Linked DNA regions of Mus musculus: region 1 is linked to region 2. Evidence: chromatin contacts called from public Hi-C data. All regions are on one chromosome and are shown on one strand. The core of a region is the stretch at or near the end of the contact, and the rest is flanking DNA. Distances in the headings are between cores, read along the strand shown. Region 1 holds the start of Sectm1b (secreted and transmembrane 1B). Region 2 has its middle 8.6 kb from the start of Gm30062.

The links. Hi-C and Micro-C count contacts between places; a contact is called where the count stands out from the background.
Region 1: a contact with region 2 is called in a Hi-C map of CD8 T cells, with 2.0 times the contacts expected there. The contact joins the promoter of Sectm1b here to the enhancer-like site in region 2. A contact is called at or near these places in 4 of 39 promoter capture datasets (the 3T3-L1 cell line, hippocampal neurons, liver and 1 more), 5 of 15 datasets of contacts at CTCF or cohesin (CD8 T cells, the G1E-ER4 cell line, the NIH/3T3 cell line and 1 more), 32 of 484 Hi-C or Micro-C datasets (the AML12 cell line, B cells, the C2C12 cell line and 21 more), 6 of 115 datasets of contacts at active chromatin or transcription factors (Th17 cells, astrocytes, bone marrow-derived dendritic cells and 2 more) and 1 of 9 other capture datasets (liver).

The regions. Positions count from the first base shown.
Region 1 is chr11:121,061,746-121,065,003 of GRCm38.p6, reverse strand. It overlaps Sectm1b (secreted and transmembrane 1B), which reads left to right and starts at 1,435. Exons shown (of 5, transcript NM_026907.3): 1 at 1,435-1,487; 2 at 1,701-1,808.
Region 2 is chr11:121,016,346-121,019,728 of GRCm38.p6, reverse strand. No RefSeq gene overlaps it. Among named protein-coding and RNA genes, the nearest start is that of Gm30062, 8.6 kb to the right of the region's middle. Within about 2 kb of position 1,833, at least 14 of the 459 cell types and tissues checked have an H3K27ac peak or open chromatin away from gene starts, as enhancers often do. A contact at or near this core is called in CD8 T cells, where this site is marked.

The DNA.
Region 1 (3,258 bases), core at 186-2,685, 46 kb before region 2:
GGGATGGATTGAAGAGATGTCTCTGTAGGTAAAGCAATGGCTTTGCAAAAATGAGGGCCCAAGTTTGATCCCCAGAACCAGTGTAAAAAAAAAAAATTAAAAGCTGAGTATGATGTGCACAGTTATAATTCCAGCACTGAGGAGGTACCGCTCTCTCAGACTCACTGGCATACCTGGTGAAAGCCAGGCCAACAAAAGACCCTGCTTCAAAACTGTGAATAGTGCCTAAGGTAGGACACACACACACAAAGGGGAGGGGAGAAGATGGGAGGGAGGGGAAGAAGGAGGGAGGGGGAGAGAGGGGGAAGAGAGAGAGAGGGGGGAGAGAGGGAGAGAAAGAGAGAGAGAGAAATTAAAAATAGGATTAAGCCACAGAGGACAGAGGACAACAGGAAATAGATACCCAGCACTCCTAAATTCTCAGCAGATCCTGCTGAGGAAATTGAGAGTGACCTTGGAGCATAAATCTCTGAAAACTCTGTGGGTGAGACAGGAGATGTCACAACTTCTGATCAGAGAATGTGCAGAAGGTGACTCCTAGTGGAGCTAGGACACAAGCAGCTGTGTCTGCCAGTGAGACCACAGCAGGACTGTATACACACTGAGACCGTGTACACACCGGGGTGGGATTTTTGCACACAGACTCTCCAGAAGGCTAAGCTGCATCATCACCTGTAGACACTGACCTCAGAGTTGGAACTGTCACTGGGAAAGACTTGTAATGTTGTTGTCCCTGCCTTGTGGTTTCAAAACAAATCACCTAGTTTCACTTTCACGGTGAGTTTTCACTGAGACAACAAAGGTGTTTTAATGTTTGGGGTGAGACACGGAACCTTTAGCTGCCCTTCAAGATTCCTTACCACAGGACATCCTTGCCCCACCATCCCAAGGACCCCTACCTCCGGTCTGGTAGCCTAAGCCTTGCCGGAGGGATACTACAATCATGGGATCATGGTTATCTGATCCTCTCTCTAACGTTGGCACTAGGGATATCTGGGAACCCTGTGAATGTGGAGCCCATGCACTGTGTCCAGTGTGGGCACTAGGCTCCTGCCTTTCCCTGTGTGGTTGCCCAGAGTCTTCTTGCCTGTGATGTCCCATGCAGGGAGACAAGTCCCCCTAAATGAGCAGTCCCTGAGCCCTGAATCAAACACTGACCGCAGCCATGACTAGCCTAGGAAAAGCCTAGACTTTCTTCCCGTGCTCCTAAGGCAAGTAGCTAAAAGCCGCTTTCAATTAAAATGTTTTAATGAAGGAGTCACTCAGAAACTCATCACTGTTGTGTGGACTCAGGGTAGTTCCTGCAAATGACACTCTTTCCCGAAGTTTGTTTTCTTCCTGGATTAATGCAGTCCCTTGGGTATGAGAACGGGTGGTACTTGGACCGCCTCCTCCCTGACACGCCCTCAGGTCAGGATGAGCTCAGCAAGGGCTACACCAGAGTTCATTGCCAGAGAAGCAGGTAAGAAGCTGGAGCACACATGCAGGTGAGAACTGGAGGGGAGGTGGCACCCAGAGTGTTGGGGCTCTAAAGCATGTGGGGTGAGACCCTCAGGCAGGGTGTCCCTGGCTGCAGCCTCTCTGGGACCCTCTGTTTATTGGATGCCTGTGTCTCAGTGATTTGTCCAGAGTAAAGGTGAGGCTGAGGAGTGTCCAGGCACCCTGGACATCAGGAGCAGAGTGGATCTGTGTCTCTCCAGGTGCCTCCCACCAAGCTCCAGGAGGAGCAGGTGCAGCAGCTGGGTTCTTCGGTGTGAACTGAATGGGAAGAAGAGAACAGAGCATTCTTTCTTGTCATCTGATCATGAGTACGTAAGCCAGGGGGAGGGATTTGGTGCACACAGGTGAGCTGCAGTTGACACGGGTGAATTTCTGAGGCTGGTCACTCAGAGAATCAAGACTCTATGTTATGCTCAGTCAGTGACCTGTGTGGGTCCTGTTGTTTGGGTCTCATCTTAACATAAGTAGAAGCCAACGTCTGGCTGTGGGGTTGAAGGTTCTTCTTGTGACTTTCTTCTGCAAAATCCTTGAGGCTCCATGCATGCAACTCCCAGCTGAGCTGAAGGCCATTGTGTTGCATGGGATGGGGTCAGATCTGCTTCTATCTCCTTTGGGGCTCAGCACTCATAACTGGTGGACATAGGTCATGGCATCATTTCCATCAGGAGATCCAGCAAAGGCATTGGGAAGGGAGTGTCAGAAAGGTGACATACCATGTTGGCTGTGCCAGCTGAGTCCTGAAACAGAGATCTCCCCTAAGGAATCAAATAAAAATACAGGGAAGGGACTTAACCCACACAGTCCTTGGGCAAGAATGGCAACAAAGTCTGTCAACCCATCTTTAAGGTACTAACATGAGCTTTGGGCTTAAATAGAGGAGTGGGAAGGGTCTACATCGTTAAGAAGTCCTGGTCACAGCGTAGTCTGGTTGATCACTATCTCAGTTCTGATAGGGTGCTGCCAATAAGTCCTGGTTGAGGGATAATGGGGTTCCGAAAAGGTGGCTCCTCCTGCTGGGGTGACTGTGTTAAGGGATCTGTGAGAATGTTATTCTGACACCCTGGATCACTGCAAACTAAGAACAATGACTAGAGACTTTTCATGCATTTCGGGGGGATCTGGAACATGACACTACGAAAGCCAACAGATGCTTCAGAGACTCCCGTTCTTTGTCTCCTCAGCCATGAGGAGTTCATGGGCGTTAGACAAAGGCTCCTTGAGTAACTGCCATACTTATATGCAGAGCTGATCATGAGCTGGAGCCAAAAGAACACAGATGCAAGCAAGGTGGACACAGATTCAGCCTACTTCTGGTCATTCTGTTGACTTAAGTAAAGAGGTCCTGTTATAGCTGGGAAAAACCCAGAAGTTCCCAGGGCCTGAGAGACAAGGTGGCTGGGATCTGGGTCCACAGACAAAATAGAGGCCTGAAAGAGAAATAATGCCATCTTCTCCCTCTTGAGGATCTCACCCTCACAAGGGTGGCACATAACCCAAGTCCGCTGGAAGAAGGCTGAGAACTCTCGTGTTAGGACATGATATGGAGCAGCTAGGACTCTGGAGAAAAGCCAGAGCCACACTAGCTGTGGAGAATCAAACTTCAAGTTTGTCTCCTTCAGCTCCGTAGATCCGAAGGATCAAACCCAGCAGTTAGACTTGGCAGCAGGGCTTTCAGCAGCTTGGCAGACAGCCCTATCTTCTTTGTTATTTTCTGCTGTCTGTTCCTCCAGAGTGCTAGGATTAAAGCCAGGTGCAACT
Region 2 (3,383 bases), core at 584-3,083:
CACGTCATGTGACCAAGCAAGGCCTGGGACTCAGCTTGCCACAGGTACCACATCCCCTAGCAGAGACCTCAACCATGCACTTCAGGTATACAATAGCTCTGCAGACTCAAGGCGAGCATCTCTCGTAAGAGCATTTGTGAGCAACCCCAGAAACTAGGTGCATCCTGCTCCCCTATGGGCCTGTGATGGCGCCCAAGTCAGAGTACAAGGTCCTCCACAGACCACTGAGAAAAACACAAGAAACAACTGGGGTGAGAGAGCTACATCCTGGTTCTCATAAATCATTAGTGAGGGGATAGTTTCCCCCTACAAGCCCCTCCCCCAGGCTCAGCATGAAGATCTCAGATGCCCTGAGCCCATGAAGAACCGACCTATCAGTGTGTTACAGGTCACAGGGACAGCAAGAGACCAAGCCCAAGACCCACCAAGAGCCAGGTGGTTTCCAGACCCAATTTTCAGGGCCCTGGTCCTTGTCTTTTGAACACATCCAGAGAGGGGGCCCCAAATTCTCACTCAAGTGTGGGGAACCATGAAAAGGTCAGAGCCATGGCCAGCACACCCTGAACTGACCTTTGTCCCCAGAACACTCCCCCCCCCCACACCCCCGCTCACCTCTTTCCCCACCTCTTACTCTATCCCTTCTCTCTTTGCAGGGACCACAGACCTCAGACTCTCAGCCACAAATGCTCAAAGGCCATCTTAGCCTTTCACACCTGGGAGGGGGGCCTCACAAAAGACCAGGCCAAGTCTGGATGGGACCTCAGTCAAGTTTCCTCTTCCTGGCTCCATATCTGCTGCCAAAAGCAATCCACTACTTGTGGGGCATAAGAGACTAGGAAAGGGGGGTTTAGAAAAAAGTAGGGAGCCCCGATAGTTACCCTTTTTTCTGCATCTGCCACCACCTGCCCTGGAACCCCAGGGACACACTGACTCTCCTCAGTCTCACTGAGACTGACCTAGGACATGGCCCCAGTCAGGTCATCCCCCAAGACATTGAAAGACAGGCACTTAGGAGTAGAGCCATCTCCCTCCTCCCATTTCCCAGGACACCATGTGTATCCTGGGACATCTCATAAGCATTGACACCTCCCTGAGCTTCTCTCAGTGTCCATTCCACTTCCAGGTCAGGTGTCCCTTTGCCCCCCGGACTTGTCTGTTTCAGCTGGCCCTGATATCTGAGCTGGAAAGTCTTCCTCCTCCTAGGGAGCCTTGTTTTTTTATGTCTGACATGAGTCATGCTATCTTCCCTAAGAATCTGTAGATTTTTCTCATGATTCTCTCCTGCCCATCCTATCTGCAGAAATCTCAAACCTCTGCTCAGTACCCTGGTACCACCCACCTGAGCCTGAGGCTGAGCCTAGCTCTAGGAGACTGAGGAAGAGTATCTCACACTAGTATTTCACATGGCACCATGGTCCACGACCCCCTGTGGACCCTCCTTCTACAATGTCCAAGCAGGCAGTCTCTTTCCCTCCCCCTTCCCCTCCCCCCTTCTTCCCCTCTCCTTCCCTGATCAGGAATCCTCCAGATATGCCCCACCTGCCCTTATCCAGGATCAGTCGAGGCTTTTGCTGTCCTTTTGCTGTTCCAGGAAGGTTTCTCAACATGATCACTGAGTGGTCCCACCACCCTGGGGACACTGGGACCATTCTGTCTTGATGCCAGTATAGCACGCTCTAGGAACCATTTAGAAACTTAGCCCTGGAGGTAGGGAATGTCCTGGAAAAGGCTGGCACTTAGGTTTGGGCAGGGGCAGACCAGAGGACTCTAGCACAGAGAGGCAGAGTCCAAGGCCAGTCGCAGTTCTAAGAAGGGCTGTCTGCCCTCTGGTGGCCAGACAGAGCAGAAGTGAGGACAGCATGCTCAGATAGGACCACCTTTCTGTGGAAGGGCTGGGCTGAGTCTGTGCCCTGAGAGTTTCCTTGTTAATAGAAAGGGGAGTGACCCTTCTCACCTCTACCAACACAGTTCCCTTGGTCCACCCTGCACACCTCACTTTCCCCACTAGGGAAGAAGAGCGGGAAAGAGAATGAAGCTGGATGAGTGTCAAGGAAGCAGGAGATGGCCATCACTTAGGCCCATTTGGACAACACAGATAAAGATGTCTCATGAAAGAAGGATACCCATCTGTGCTTGTCTGAAGGAAGCATTGTCTCCAGGGACCCAGGAGGAGTTGTTGTTTTGGAAGGGAAAGTGATAAGCTAAAGCTAAAATGTGAAGAGGAGCGGGGTACCTTTGACAGGCCCATGCCAAGGGGTGTCCCTAGAGATTACACCAGGCAACAGATCTAGTGTAAGGTTTACTGAGGGAGGGGAGAGCAAAAAGCTGTCTCAAAGTGGGCACGTGAGGGAGAAATAGAGGCAGACAGGCCAACAAGCAGACAGGGAGACAGAGAGTGAACAGGAGACACAGAGGAGACATGAGAAACGAGAGAGAGAGACAGAGACAGACAGAGACAGACAGAGACAGAGACAAGAGACAGAGACAGAGACAGAGAGAGAGATATCTGGGGTGACCGGAGGCACTTTTATGCACAGCATGTGCCTGGTGCACCTGACAGCAGAAGCTGCTGCTAAGTCCCTGAGAGCAGGCCAGTGTGACTGCCTGATCACTAACAGAAAGTGTGGCTGGGAGGGACCAGGTAGTCTTCCCTGTCCCATTTATCCCTGTCTGCTCATATATTTATAGTAAGCCAATGAGGATCTCTCTCTCTCTCTCTCTGTGTGTGTGTGTGTATGTGTGTGTCTTTATCTCTCTGTCTCTCTGTCTTTGTATGTGTGTGTTTGTATCTCAGTCTGTGTGTGTGTGTGTCTTTATCTCTCTGTCTCTCTCTTTGTATGTGTGTGTCTGTATCTCAGTCTCTCTGTGTGTGTCTGTATCTCTTTGTTCCTTCCTTTCCTTCCCCTTCTCTCTGTGTCTCTGTCTCTCTTTGTCTCTGTGTGTTTATCTCTCTGTCTCTCTGTGTCTATCTCTCTGTCTCTCTGCATGTCTGTGTTTCTCTGTCTGTATCTCTGTGTCTCTGTCTCTGTGTGTGTGTGTCTATAACTCTATGTCTCTTCATCTTTCTCTGTTTCTCTCTCTATGTCTCTCTGTGTGTCTATATCTCCCTGTCTCTCTGCCTTTCTCTCTATGAGTGTGTGTGTGTCTGTCTGTCTGTTTCTATCTTTCTGTGTGTTTCTTCATTACCGACTCTAAAGGGCTGACTGAAATTTGGAGAGTCCATCTCTTCATAGAGATCTTTGCAGAAGTTTGAGGCCAACCTGGACCACCCTCTAGTGCTGGGAGGGCCCTCAGCCATTGATGGAAAAGCTCTGAGACCAGCCTGGAGGGCCGAGGCATTCTTTAGCCTCTGTCTCCTGGATCACATATGGATGCTTCCTCTT